Linked DNA regions of Sus scrofa: regions 1 and 2 are each linked to region 3. Evidence: chromatin contacts called from public Hi-C data. All regions are on one chromosome and are shown on one strand. Each heading gives the region's core, a stretch centred on a gene start, on an enhancer-like site or on the middle of the called end of the contact. The rest is flanking DNA. Distances are from core to core; before and after follow the strand shown. Region 1 overlaps RBPMS (RNA-binding protein with multiple splicing). Region 2 overlaps GTF2E2 (general transcription factor IIE subunit 2). Region 3 holds the start of RBPMS (RNA-binding protein with multiple splicing).

Region 1 (3,608 bases), core at 298-2,797, 160 kb before region 3:
TAGTGTCCCGCGCCCAGCTCGCCCAGAATCTCAGTCAGAGATAACACCTTAGCTCCAGCATCGCATCACCGTGAAAACAAAACGCTGCAGTCTGCTTGAGATCAGTTTTGCTCTAATTAAAACTTTTATTGAAATCTCTCAAATGTTAACCAAGAAGTAGTTTTTGCCAAAGGTTGGAGGGGGTGGAGGTGGGGAATAGCTAATGAGCAAATTCAACATGGGAGCTCCCTCTGCTGGTCTGCAGTAGGTTGATATGTTACAAACACATTCCCAGAGACAAATCTAATTTGCTGGAGAAGTGGACAAAAGACAGGTGTGTTGGGCTTTGCCTCAGGAGAGAAACACTAGAAGAAAAAAAAAATCCATGTCTCAAAACAGAGCACAACATTGCTAAGAAAAAGCAAAATTATTTAAGAGCTGATCTTCAAAGACATAATCATAATGATTTCCAAAACAAAAACGGAATTATCCACTCTGGCCTTCCCTCTACTCTACCTCCAGATAATAAAAAGTCTCTTAGGCCCTTTGGGTGCAGGGGAAGTTCTGATTCCCTTGTTTCTGCCTTCAAGTCTCTTCTTACAGGCTTGCCATCTACTTAGAGAGGAAAGATCCAAGGAGCACTGGAGCAAGGCCTTTCCAAAATTCCGTCAAAGAATTAGTCTCTGGTGAGCCAGCACTGAGCTGTGGAAAGAGGCGGGAGGCAGGTGACCTGGCTCCGGTCATGGCAGAGCCACTTGTGCCTTTGGACAATTCTTTCCATCTTCTCCGGCCTGTTTCCTCATCTGTCAAATGGGTCAAACCAGCTGATTTGTAAAGTTTCTCCCAGTTCATTTTTCTGATTCTCATACTGGACAAAGACATTTAAAGAACCATATGTGTTCACCAGTCTCTAGGATGTGGAACCCAAGCCTGCACTGGGAGTGACTCCAAACAGGAAGGGGAGGTTGAGCAGAAGGATCCCACCGGTGCCAGATGAGAGTCCCACCAACTCTAGGACTGACGTGGCCATGCCAAGCGGATTCCAAGTTGGGCAAGTCTCAAGATCAAGGAAGAGCTCACGGGGAAGGTGACACCAGGGGCAAGACATCCCATTAAGTCATAGTGGTCGAGTCAGTCCATCTAATCTCAGCACTATCTCTCCCCATCCTTTCTTACAACACAACGGGATTTCTGTATTTTAATTTATTTATTTTTTAAGGGCCACACTCACAGCATATGGAAGTCCCTGGGGCTAGGAACTAAATTGGAGCTGCAGCTGCTGGCCTACACTATAGCCACAGCAACGTCAGATCCTTACCCCACTGAGCAGGGCCGTGGATGGAACCCACATCCTCATGGATACTAATCAGGTTTGTTCCTGCTGAGCCACAATGGAAACTCCTGCCCTGGGCTTTCTAATCTCTTAAGGCCTTTTATTTTTAGTTCTTTCTCCCACCATAGCACCAGAATGCCTTGTGATTGCATCTGTGGTATAAATGAAGCAAGGGCAAATGACCCAGATGTCATGGCCAAAAGCCACCAATCCCAGTCCCCTTTGCCCGTCTTCAAATCTTGCTTTTCCAGGGCAAAGGTGAAAGCCTTTGCTGCCAATTAACCAAAGTCATGGAGGGCTGGAAGACCGTGCAAACTCGGCACCATTTCATGGTATCATCAATATTTGCCTCAATGGCCAATTGATCTGTATTTAGGCAGTCCAGAGAAAGGAAGGGGTGGGACCATGTATCCATGGATGGTGGGGTGGATGACAAGCAGGGAACACTTTTTGAGTTGCTTCAAAGCATGTACACAATTATCCCTGAGGCCACGACCGGCATCCTGAGAAGTCAGCAGGAGGTATGTGCGGGTTTACTTTCCTCCCTTACTCCCCGGCCACCTACTGTGGCAGGGGTGACCAAGTGCTGACACGGACAAAGGAGGAAATAAAGCAGCAGGGGAAGGAAAGGCCAAAAGCGCTGAGAATCCAGAAATGAGGTAGAGAGTCTCAGAAGAACCTTGGTACTTCTGTTTTCTGGGCCAAGAACTCTCACCACCACCACCTTTTTTCTTCACTACTTTACTACTTCCTATGCCCTCCCCCAACACAGAGGGCAGTCACTCACGAGGCCCAGCCACCCGGGCTGTCCACGCGTGCCCGGAACACTGACAACTGAGCCGAAAGAGAACGGAAGGACGGCCATCTAGTAATGCCCCTGACCCCTGGCCGCCTGCAAGAAGCCTCTCTGGGGCCGCCAGTGTCCTATACAACATGAAAGAGTTTTAAGTCAGAAGGGTCTTCTGGGAAGCTGTTCCTATCATCCAGCCTTGTAAGTAAACACGAAACAAAACAGACAAAACCCCCACATCTCCAGGCTGATGGGTTTTTAAAAGCAGGCTTTCCGGCTTGTGGGAGTTACACATGCAATAAGACAAATGAAAGCTACAGTCTTTCTATCGTATTTGCTATTGATCATCAGCCTGACTCTTAATATTGAAGACTACTACTTGCACTAAAACCAAAGCTCAGAGAAGCATTTTTTTTCTAAGGGAAGAGCAATCTTTGATATGTAGACAGCAATCTTTGTGAAGAAACAAAGGAGTCTATTTATAAAAGTCAGGCTACTCTTTTTTTTTTTTGGCCATACCCGTGGCATATGGAAGTTCCCGGGCTAGGGATCAAACCCTTGTCTCAGAAGTGACCTGAGCCACCATAGAGACAATGCCAGGTCCTCAACCCACTGCACCACAGTGGAAACTCCAAATGCAGGCTATTCTTTTTTTTTTTTTTTTTTTTTTTTTTGGTCTTTTTCTCTTTTTAGGACCAAATCCGAGGCATACGGAGGTTCTCAGGCCAGGAGTCCAATCAGAGCTATAGCCGCCGGCCTACGTCACAGCCACAGCAATGCAGGATCTGAGCCACATTTACAACGTACACCACAGCTCATGGCAACGCCAGATCCTTGACCCACTGCATGAGGCCAGGGATCGAACCCATGCCCTCTTGGACGCTAGTCAAGTTCGCTAACCGCTGAGCCATGACAGAAACTCCCAAACAAAGGCTATTCTTAAGAAAGAAAGCTGGTCAGAAGAGACACCTCCACCTTAACCTACAATTACACTACATCGTACCTCCTTTTCTACAAGGTCTCTTAAAAATAGAAAAAAGAAACCCTTCATCTTTCCTTTGACGTATGCATGATAGCATATAATCTTCCTCCCAGAAACTTCCAACTTTCTCCTTCGTCACTAGATCACACAGAACACGAGAGCAGAATCTCAACACACAGAAAACACACGCAGACACAAAACTCCTATGGCCAGTGCATGCCTCCCTCTGCAGCCCGTCCAGAGCCGGCATACACGGCTAGGCTCTGGTGACGCCCTCTGGCTGGCTGGGAGCTGGGGAGGTACCCGGGGCCCAGTCTCTCATGTGCAATATGAGGGTGAGATCATTAAGGAGAAGAGAGGTGTTGTTGGGGGCAAACATCAGGCAGTGGGTGATGTCATTGCTGTCAGATGGTCCTCTGATCCTGGAGCAGTGTCAACTGGACTGGGAGGGGACCGTTCATCTCTGGAGGGTGGCTCTGTTAGCTGGAGAGGTGTTAGTTGTACGGTGTGCTCTGGGGAACCAG
Region 2 (3,748 bases), core at 55-2,554, 220 kb before region 3:
ACCCATGGGAACCTCAGAGGTAGGACATTGTTCTTTTAGAAGAAAGTGTTGGTATTGTGTGAATCACTTAATTTAAAAAACGGAGTGTTCCTGTTGTGACTCAGTGGGTAAAGAAGTTGACAAAGGAGTTCCCATCGTGGCACAGCAGAAACGAATCTGACTAGGAACCACAGGGTTGTGGGTTCAATCCCTGGCCTTGCTCAGTGGGTTAAGGATCCGGCGTTGATGTGAGCTGTGGTGGAGGTCTCAAATGCGGTTTAGATCTGTCGTTGCTGTGGCTGTGGTGTAGGCTGGCAGCAACAGCTCCGATTGGACCCCCTAGCCTGGGAACCTCCATATGCTGTGGGCATGGCCCTAAAAAGAGAAAAAAAAAAAAAAAAAAGTTGACATATAGTGTCTGCGAGGATGTGGTTTCTATCCTTGGCCTCACTCATGTGTTAAGGATCCGGTGTTCATGTGAGCTATGCAGTGTAGGTTGCAGATGCATTTCCTATCTGATGTTGCTGTGGCGTAGGCCTGCAGCTGCACCTCTGTCTCTACCCCTAGTCTGAGAAATTCCATATGCCAAAAGTGCAACCCTGAAAAGAAAAAAAAAAGTTTTTTTGTTAATGAGGTAAATCATGTGTTTCCAGCGATCTATTGTAAATTGATACATATCTTAACATTTGTCTTTTTTGTTTTTTTTGACTGTCTTTTCTAGGGCCGAACCTGCGGCATATGGAGGTTCCCAGGCTAGGGGTTCATTTGGAGCTACAGCTGCCGGCCTATGCCAGAGCCACAGCAACACCAGATCTGAGTCAAGTCTGTGACTTACACCACAGCTCACGGCAACGCCAGATCCTTAACCCCCTGAGTGAGGCCAGAGGTCGAACCCGCACCCTCATGGTTCCTAGGCGGATTTGTTAAGCGCTGTGCCACAACGGGAACTCCCAACATTTGTCTTTCTCACTGTCCATCTGTCTCTTTTTTTCATATTTATTTTTATTTTCATTTTTGCTTTTTAGGGCCTCATGTGTGGCATATGAAAGTTCCCGGGCTAGGGTTTGAATTGAAGCTATAGATGCTGGCCTATGCCACAGCCACAGCAACGCAGGATCAGAGCTGTGTCTACAACCTACACCATGGCCACAGCAATGCCAGATCCTTAACCCACTGAATGAGGCCAGGGAGAGAACCTGCATCTTCATGGTTACTAGTCGGGTTCATTACCACTGAGCCACAACAGGAGGAGCTCCCTCTTTTTTTGTATCTTGCTCCCCAAAATGTTGGCTCAATTATGCAGATGAGGATTTTTGTTTTAGCCCACTAGGTGGCAGTCTTAGCCATAGAGAGGAACTCTTGAGTGAACAAACAAGCTTTCAGTCATGCTTCTGTGTGTAATAGAAGCAAATATACAGAAATGTGATTAGCACAACTAAGCAGAGAGTCTTGTGTAGTACTTTGAAAAATTATATAGATTAGTGAACGTAGGGTAGTTGGACCTAGGTATGTGTTGTGTTTCACAAAGGTGATTATTTCCTTAAATCAGGATCTTATTCATTTAGGGGCAGTTTAAATGCAGTGGCAAGAGGATGGTCTGAGTGGTCAACCTGTAGGATCACTCCTTACTAGCTTAGGAAAGATGCATATGACCCCTTTCTGTGTTTCTTTGTTTATAAAATAGGAATAATGGTGTTTACTTCAGTGGTTCTCATGAGGTTCATATAAAATAAAAGTGCAGAAAGAGTTCCTCTTGTGGTGCAGTGGAAATGAATCTGACTAGTATCCATGAGGATGAGGGTTTGATACCTGGTCTCACTCAGTGGGTCAGGGATCTGGCGTTGCCATGAACTGTGGTGTAGGTCGCAGATGCGGCTCAGATCCCCTGTTGCTGTGGCTGTGGTGTAGGCTGGCAGCTGTAACTCCTATTCGACCCCTAGCCTGGGAACCTCCATATGCCGTGGGTGCGGTCCTAAAAAGACTATATAAATAAAAAAATGTGCTTAGAGCTTGGAACATAGTAAGAACGTAGAGCCTGGCACATAGTAAGACTAATAGTAACAGTAGGTTTAGCTATTATTAGTAGCATTAAAAATATGAACTAGTACCAGAATACTAGATGTGTTAATCTTACTCATAGGTATGCTTTGCTTAGCTATCTGGCTTTTGACCCACTGGATCTGTAGTTGGTTAGATAGTGGAGAAGCAGAGTCAGTTTGACATTTGGGGGCACTCATCTTTTACAGTTAAATAATGTTAGGTGGTGTTCCCAGTAAGAAGGCTGATGACAATCTTACTTTCCCCCCATTGCCAGTAACTTGCTCTTTTCTGCCTGGAAGCTTAGATGACTTCAACTTTATCTTGAGAATCAGGAGTCCTCCCAGTAGCTACTCCCTTTGGTGCTCTAGTGCTGTTTCAGGTCATTCTTCTTTAATAAGTATATTAATGTTATTCCAGATATGGACATACTTTAAAACACTTTTTCTGATGCTCCACAGAGAGAAATTTAGTTTTGTTTTATTTTTTGCTATGTGCTATTATTATAAGTGATGTCCAATCCTTGCACATAAATACATATACAGTTGCCTGATTATCTCCTTATTGTAGTTTTCTTAAATATAGTTGGTGGGTCAAAAGATAAGGCATATTTGGAGTTCCCATCGTGGCTCAGTAGTTAACGAATCCGACTAGGAACCATGAGGTCACAGGTTCGATCCCTGGCCTTGCTCAGTGGGTTAAGGATCTGGCATTGCCCTGAGCTGTGGTGTGGGTGGCAGATGCGGCTCAGATCGGCCTTGCTGTGGCTTTGGGGTAGGCCGGTGGCTACAGTTCCGATTTGACCCCTAGCCTGGGAACCTCCGTATGCCTTAGGAGCGGCCCTAGAAAAGGCAAAAAGACAAAAAAGATAAGGCATATTTGAATCCAACTGCAGTGGCTCAGGTTGCTGCGGAGGTGTGGGTTCAATCCCTGGTCTGGTGCAGTGGGTTAAAGGATCCAACATTGCCGCAGGTGTGGCTCAGATTTTAGTCTCTGGCCTGAAAACTTCCATATGCCGTGGGCGTGGCCATAAAATAAAAATATTTTTAAAAAGGCATATTTGAAAAATTTTCAGTATCATGCCTAACATCCGTCATAAAGTTTACATCATTTTGTTTGGGCCACTTTACTCCTTCACAGCAGAGTATGATAAGGGGGAGTTCCTGTTGTGGCGCAGTGGAATCCAACTAGTATCCATGAGGACACGGGTTGAATCCCTGGCCTTACTCAGTGGGTTAAGGATCCGGTGTTGCTGTGAGCTGTGTTGTGGGTCACAGAGACAGCTTGGATCTGGCATTGCTGTGGCTGTGGTGTAGGACAGCAGCTACAGCTCTGATTCAACCCTTAGCCTGGGAACTTCCATATGCCATGGGTGTGGCCCTAAAAAGAAAAAAAAAAAAAAAGGAATATGTGAAGGTATCCATTTCTTTACCCTCACCAGTATTAGATGTTTTTAGTTGACTTTGCCAGCCTCACAAAAAATAAAAATTATCTTGATTTTAATTTGTATTTTCTTGCAGTGATTTTATGAAATCCAAACCAGTTTATTTCTCTTTGTACCTGTGTCAGCTGAGCGTTTTCTGTCCCTCCATACATGAAAAATTAATTAAATTTGGGATCCTGTGAGATCCTGCCTCTAAAATTAGGCACTGCCTTCCAGTGTTCATCTTAAGTATTTATGCAGCTGTAATACATTTACATAGTAGATGTATTATTTAAATACTTGAACAGC
Region 3 (3,724 bases), core at 174-2,673:
TGTTCTAGAGTTCCCTTCTACATTTACTGAATTTTTTTTTTCTACCAAAGGAACGCTCCTCAGCTGCAACATTTTTATCCTTGTTACAGACCCACCACAAAATTTACGCTCAGACGTTCAAGTTCCATTAAAATAGCCTGGATGATCACTTAATGAATTGCAAAGTTTGAAACTCTCGTCTTCTGTTCCCCACAACCGCAACGCCCCTAAATTTACAAAACCTAATTACTCAGGTTGGGGTCTTAGACTCATCAGAGAAGAATGCGGCTGATGAGTTATCTATTAATCCAAAATGCCTCAGCTGGAAAGATATTTCACTAAGAAACTTTTCACGTTGAAAGGGAGGGGGCAGGGAACCGAAGGAGTCTTTTAAGGAGAACTTTCCCCGAGTTTCTTCCTTAAACCACACAAACACACCCCACAACTTCCAGCCCCAGACGCAGAACTAAGTGCTGACCCTCCCGGTCTCAATAATCTGAGGTCACCCAGGAGTCAGCTCTCGATTCCGCTTTTAAAATCCGGTGCAAACAAAGCTGGGCATTATACTTACAAAAGGTCTCAGGAAAGTCCTCAAAGTTACGCAATTGTAGGCACACAGACGCGCGTGGACCCACAAAAACACACTCGGTGAGGATACACTCTCCCCGGGCCACAGCCTGGGGCTGCTTCAAGGAGCCAGGACGATTCCCAAACCCTCGACCGCGGCGCCCCCTCCCCGGCGCAGCCCGGCGCCCGGGGACCCGCGCCCCGCCAGCCGCCGGCACTTTGGAAAAGACCCGCGGCTGCCGTCCCAGCCCGTACCCACCACCTCACCGTACCTCTTCCTCCTGAAGGTTGGCCTCGTTCGGGGTGTTCTCCTTCTCGGCTTTGCCGCCGTTGTTCATCTTCCCGGTCCTCCCTCGCCGGGCAGGGTTGGGGCGCGGGGCTGGGCGAGGGCGAGCTCGCCCACTTTTCCCTTCCCCGGGCGCCGCGGGCAGCGGGGGCTGGAGCCGGGGCTGTGGCGGCTTGGCTGGGGCTCCGGCTCGGGGTCCCGCGGCGAGACTGCGGCGGCGGGCGACTCAGGAAGTGCGAGGGAGAGGACGGGGCAGGGCTAGGCGCCGGCGGACAGAGAAGGGGACGGAGACAATCGGGACCCAGGAGGGAGACCTGGAGAGGGCGGGCGGGCGTGAGGGAAGGAAGGAAGAAAGGATGGGGCGAGGACGCGCGTCCCAGGAGTGAGCCCAGAGTTGGGGATGTGGCTGAGTAGAGGCTCGGGGGCAGCCGCCGCCCGAGGTAGCAGCTGCTGGAAGGAGGGGGCGAGGGGTACCCGGAGAGGAGCAGGAGGAGGAGGTGCGGGGTAGCGGGGCGCGGCTGGGACCCGGAGAGCCGCTGAGTGCGCGCTCCTGGCTGGCTCTGGAAAGTACGGGCTCCAAGCAGCTCCCCTTCTCTCGCCTGCCTTCCTCCTCCCCTCTCTCCTCCCTCCCCTCCTCCTCCTCCCTCCGCCCTCCCTGGATGTGGGCTGCAGGCTAGAGCCCGGAGGGACGGGACGCGGGACGGCAAAGCCCCCCGCAGGAGGAGGGGCTGCGCGGAGGGCTGCTGCCAGGCGGCCGGATGGCGCGCGCCGGGCGGAAGCGACCGACCCGAGCCCCCGACTCCGCGGTAGGTCGCTGGGCGAGGGCCGAAGAGGGGAGAGGAGAAAGGTTAGGTCCCCCGTTTGCCCTGCCCCTGGGGGCCCCGGTGGCCCAGCCGGGCGCTGCACTCCCTTGAAGAGGGGCTTCGGGGAGCCCGGCCCTGCCCGCGCGGGGACCGGGGAGTGTGAGTTGTCACTTTTGCTCCTTTACTCTTCACGAGGCATTCGCACCCCTACCCCGCCTTTTCAATACCAGCTTAGACCTGGTTCTACCTCTCCTAGTCGGCAGCTTGAAATGACAGGATGCGAGAAATCGAGTGACATCCGGGGGCAGCCCACTCCAGGCCAGCGTTTTCAGGGCACAGCCTCAGACCCACGTCCGACGCCGGGTCCTCAAAAACCTTTCCAGCCTCCCCGCACCGGCTGGCCCCTGTTCAGACTCCTCTAGAGCCCTTATCTGACTATCCTGGAATTATTTGTTTACCTGGCTGCCTCTCTTACTCTCCTGAAGAGATCCTTCTTGGAAGGCAAGACCCAGCCCTCTTTACCTTTCAAATCCCACGGGTTTGGTTTGGGTTGTTGGGTTTTTTTAATAGGCTACGTGGTGTATAGTACGCACTCAATAAATATTTGTTGGCCGAGGGAAATGTTCCTCACTGCTAGACAAGCTGGAGGACAAGACAAGATATTCAGAGGGTCAGAGCAGCTTAGAGACGAAGGGAGACCCGGCATCTAGGTCAGTGCACAACGCTTGTTTACGCACCAGGCTTGGAAGGAAGAACTGCCTTGGTTTCCGTTTCCTTCTCTGTGAACTAGGAGTTCTATTTATCGCCCAGGAGTTTGCTATTAGAGGAGATTATCGGTTGATAGATAAAACTATAGCACCTGGCACCCATTCTGACCCAGTTAAGTTTACAATACATGGAAACTGGCTTTATGAAGGAAATTTCCATTTTTCCTGAGCCATCCAGAACTTTTCCAATATGGTGTCATTTATGCTTTCCACTCAAGTGACTGCTACAAACACCTAAGTTTAAACCTCCAAACTTCGGTAGGCTCTCTCTCACTTCTCACTCCTAGGAATTCTCTCCCCGCACCGCACCAATCACAATTTCTAATCAGCTTGCTTGCTTCACTGTTTGTCTTGACCCCGCCCCTCCCCCACCCCACATTCTTTACCCTTAACTGGTTTAAGTGCTCCTAGAAGTGGGATGGGATGGCGGCAGAAATTGAAGATAAGGCTTCTGCTTTTAGGGCATTAAAAGTGGTGTCGGTGGAGACGAGATACCCCAGACGACTCCAAGGCAACATCATCAGAGATCCTGGTTCAAATTGTAGAAAGCAAAGAAAATATTTGCTTTCAGAGCATGACGAAGAGAAAAACCAGTAGTGATCCTTGGATTTACATATTGGATTTTTCTGGGGTTGAGGGGAAGTCGAGAGATTTTGATGAAGAGAGTTCATTGCTGTCCTGATGTCATTTCTCTCTACGGAAAAAAATAAAAAATAAAAAGTGTCCCCTGGATGAAAATAAACTGAGAATCTATTGAAATTGCAATTGACCTTCAGAAGAGGCCAGGGTACTGTTAATCTGGAAACTGAAATGGCCCTTTTCCTCTTCTAGTTCCTCCCTCGGTTATATGAGGAACCACAAGGGGGCACTGTCTTCCTGGGCAATGGCTGAGTGGTGGTCTTGGGCCCCTGTGCTGACAAGTAATGCCAGCACTTTGCCCTCCTTGGCCATTTCTGCCTGTTGCTGAACACACTCCACAGAAAGGCATTGTCTTGCTGGAGCCTGGCAGAGGCCCAAGAAAAATAACAATTGACCCAGGGATTGGTAGTCCTTGTCAGACTCCATTTGTGAGTAGGTGGATATTGTGTGATTCTAGGGTGCGGGGAGAGCCTCCCTCCTCCCACCCGAGGAAATGTGGCTTAATCTCAGACAGAATCTGCTTCCTTTGTCTTTGAGCCAGGCTGGCACCTTGTCCATTGTTAAAAGTCAGAAACCTCGGGAATAAAAAATGAAAATAAGTTCTGTGAGAGGATCCTTGTCTGGCTTGTTTATTCTTGTGTTACGGACATCTAGACAGGGCCTCACACATAGTAGGTGCTTAA

The links. Hi-C and Micro-C count contacts between places; a contact is called where the count stands out from the background.
Region 1: a Hi-C map of liver shows a contact between it and region 3, with 3 times the contacts expected there. The contact joins the enhancer-like site here to the promoter of RBPMS in region 3. A contact is called at or near these places in 6 of 47 Hi-C or Micro-C datasets (embryonic fibroblasts, fetal heart ventricle, heart right ventricle and 2 more) and 1 of 2 datasets of contacts at active chromatin or transcription factors (skeletal muscle).
Region 2: a contact with region 3 is called in a Hi-C map of fetal liver, with 2.4 times the contacts expected there. The contact joins the enhancer-like site here to the promoter of RBPMS in region 3. A contact is called at or near these places in 1 of 5 promoter capture datasets (liver), 13 of 47 Hi-C or Micro-C datasets (alveolar macrophages, embryonic fibroblasts, fetal heart ventricle and 9 more) and 1 of 2 datasets of contacts at active chromatin or transcription factors (skeletal muscle).

Annotation. Positions count from the first base shown.
Region 1 is chr15:54,564,299-54,567,906 of Sscrofa11.1, forward strand. The region is part of intron 6 of RBPMS (RNA-binding protein with multiple splicing); the gene reads right to left. Among named protein-coding and RNA genes, the nearest start is that of SMIM18, 100 kb to the left of the region's middle. Within about 2 kb of position 1,548, at least 5 of the 83 cell types and tissues checked have an H3K27ac peak or open chromatin away from gene starts, as enhancers often do. A contact at or near this core is called in liver, where this site is marked.
Region 2 is chr15:54,506,032-54,509,779 of Sscrofa11.1, forward strand. The region is part of intron 7 of GTF2E2 (general transcription factor IIE subunit 2); the gene reads left to right. Among named protein-coding and RNA genes, the nearest start is that of SMIM18, 42 kb to the left of the region's middle. Within about 2 kb of position 1,305, at least 9 of the 83 cell types and tissues checked have an H3K27ac peak or open chromatin away from gene starts, as enhancers often do. A contact at or near this core is called in fetal liver, where this site is marked.
Region 3 is chr15:54,723,990-54,727,713 of Sscrofa11.1, forward strand. RBPMS (RNA-binding protein with multiple splicing) reads right to left here and starts at 1,424. Exons shown (of 9, transcript XM_021074872.1): 1 at 819-1,424. The coding sequence starts at 884.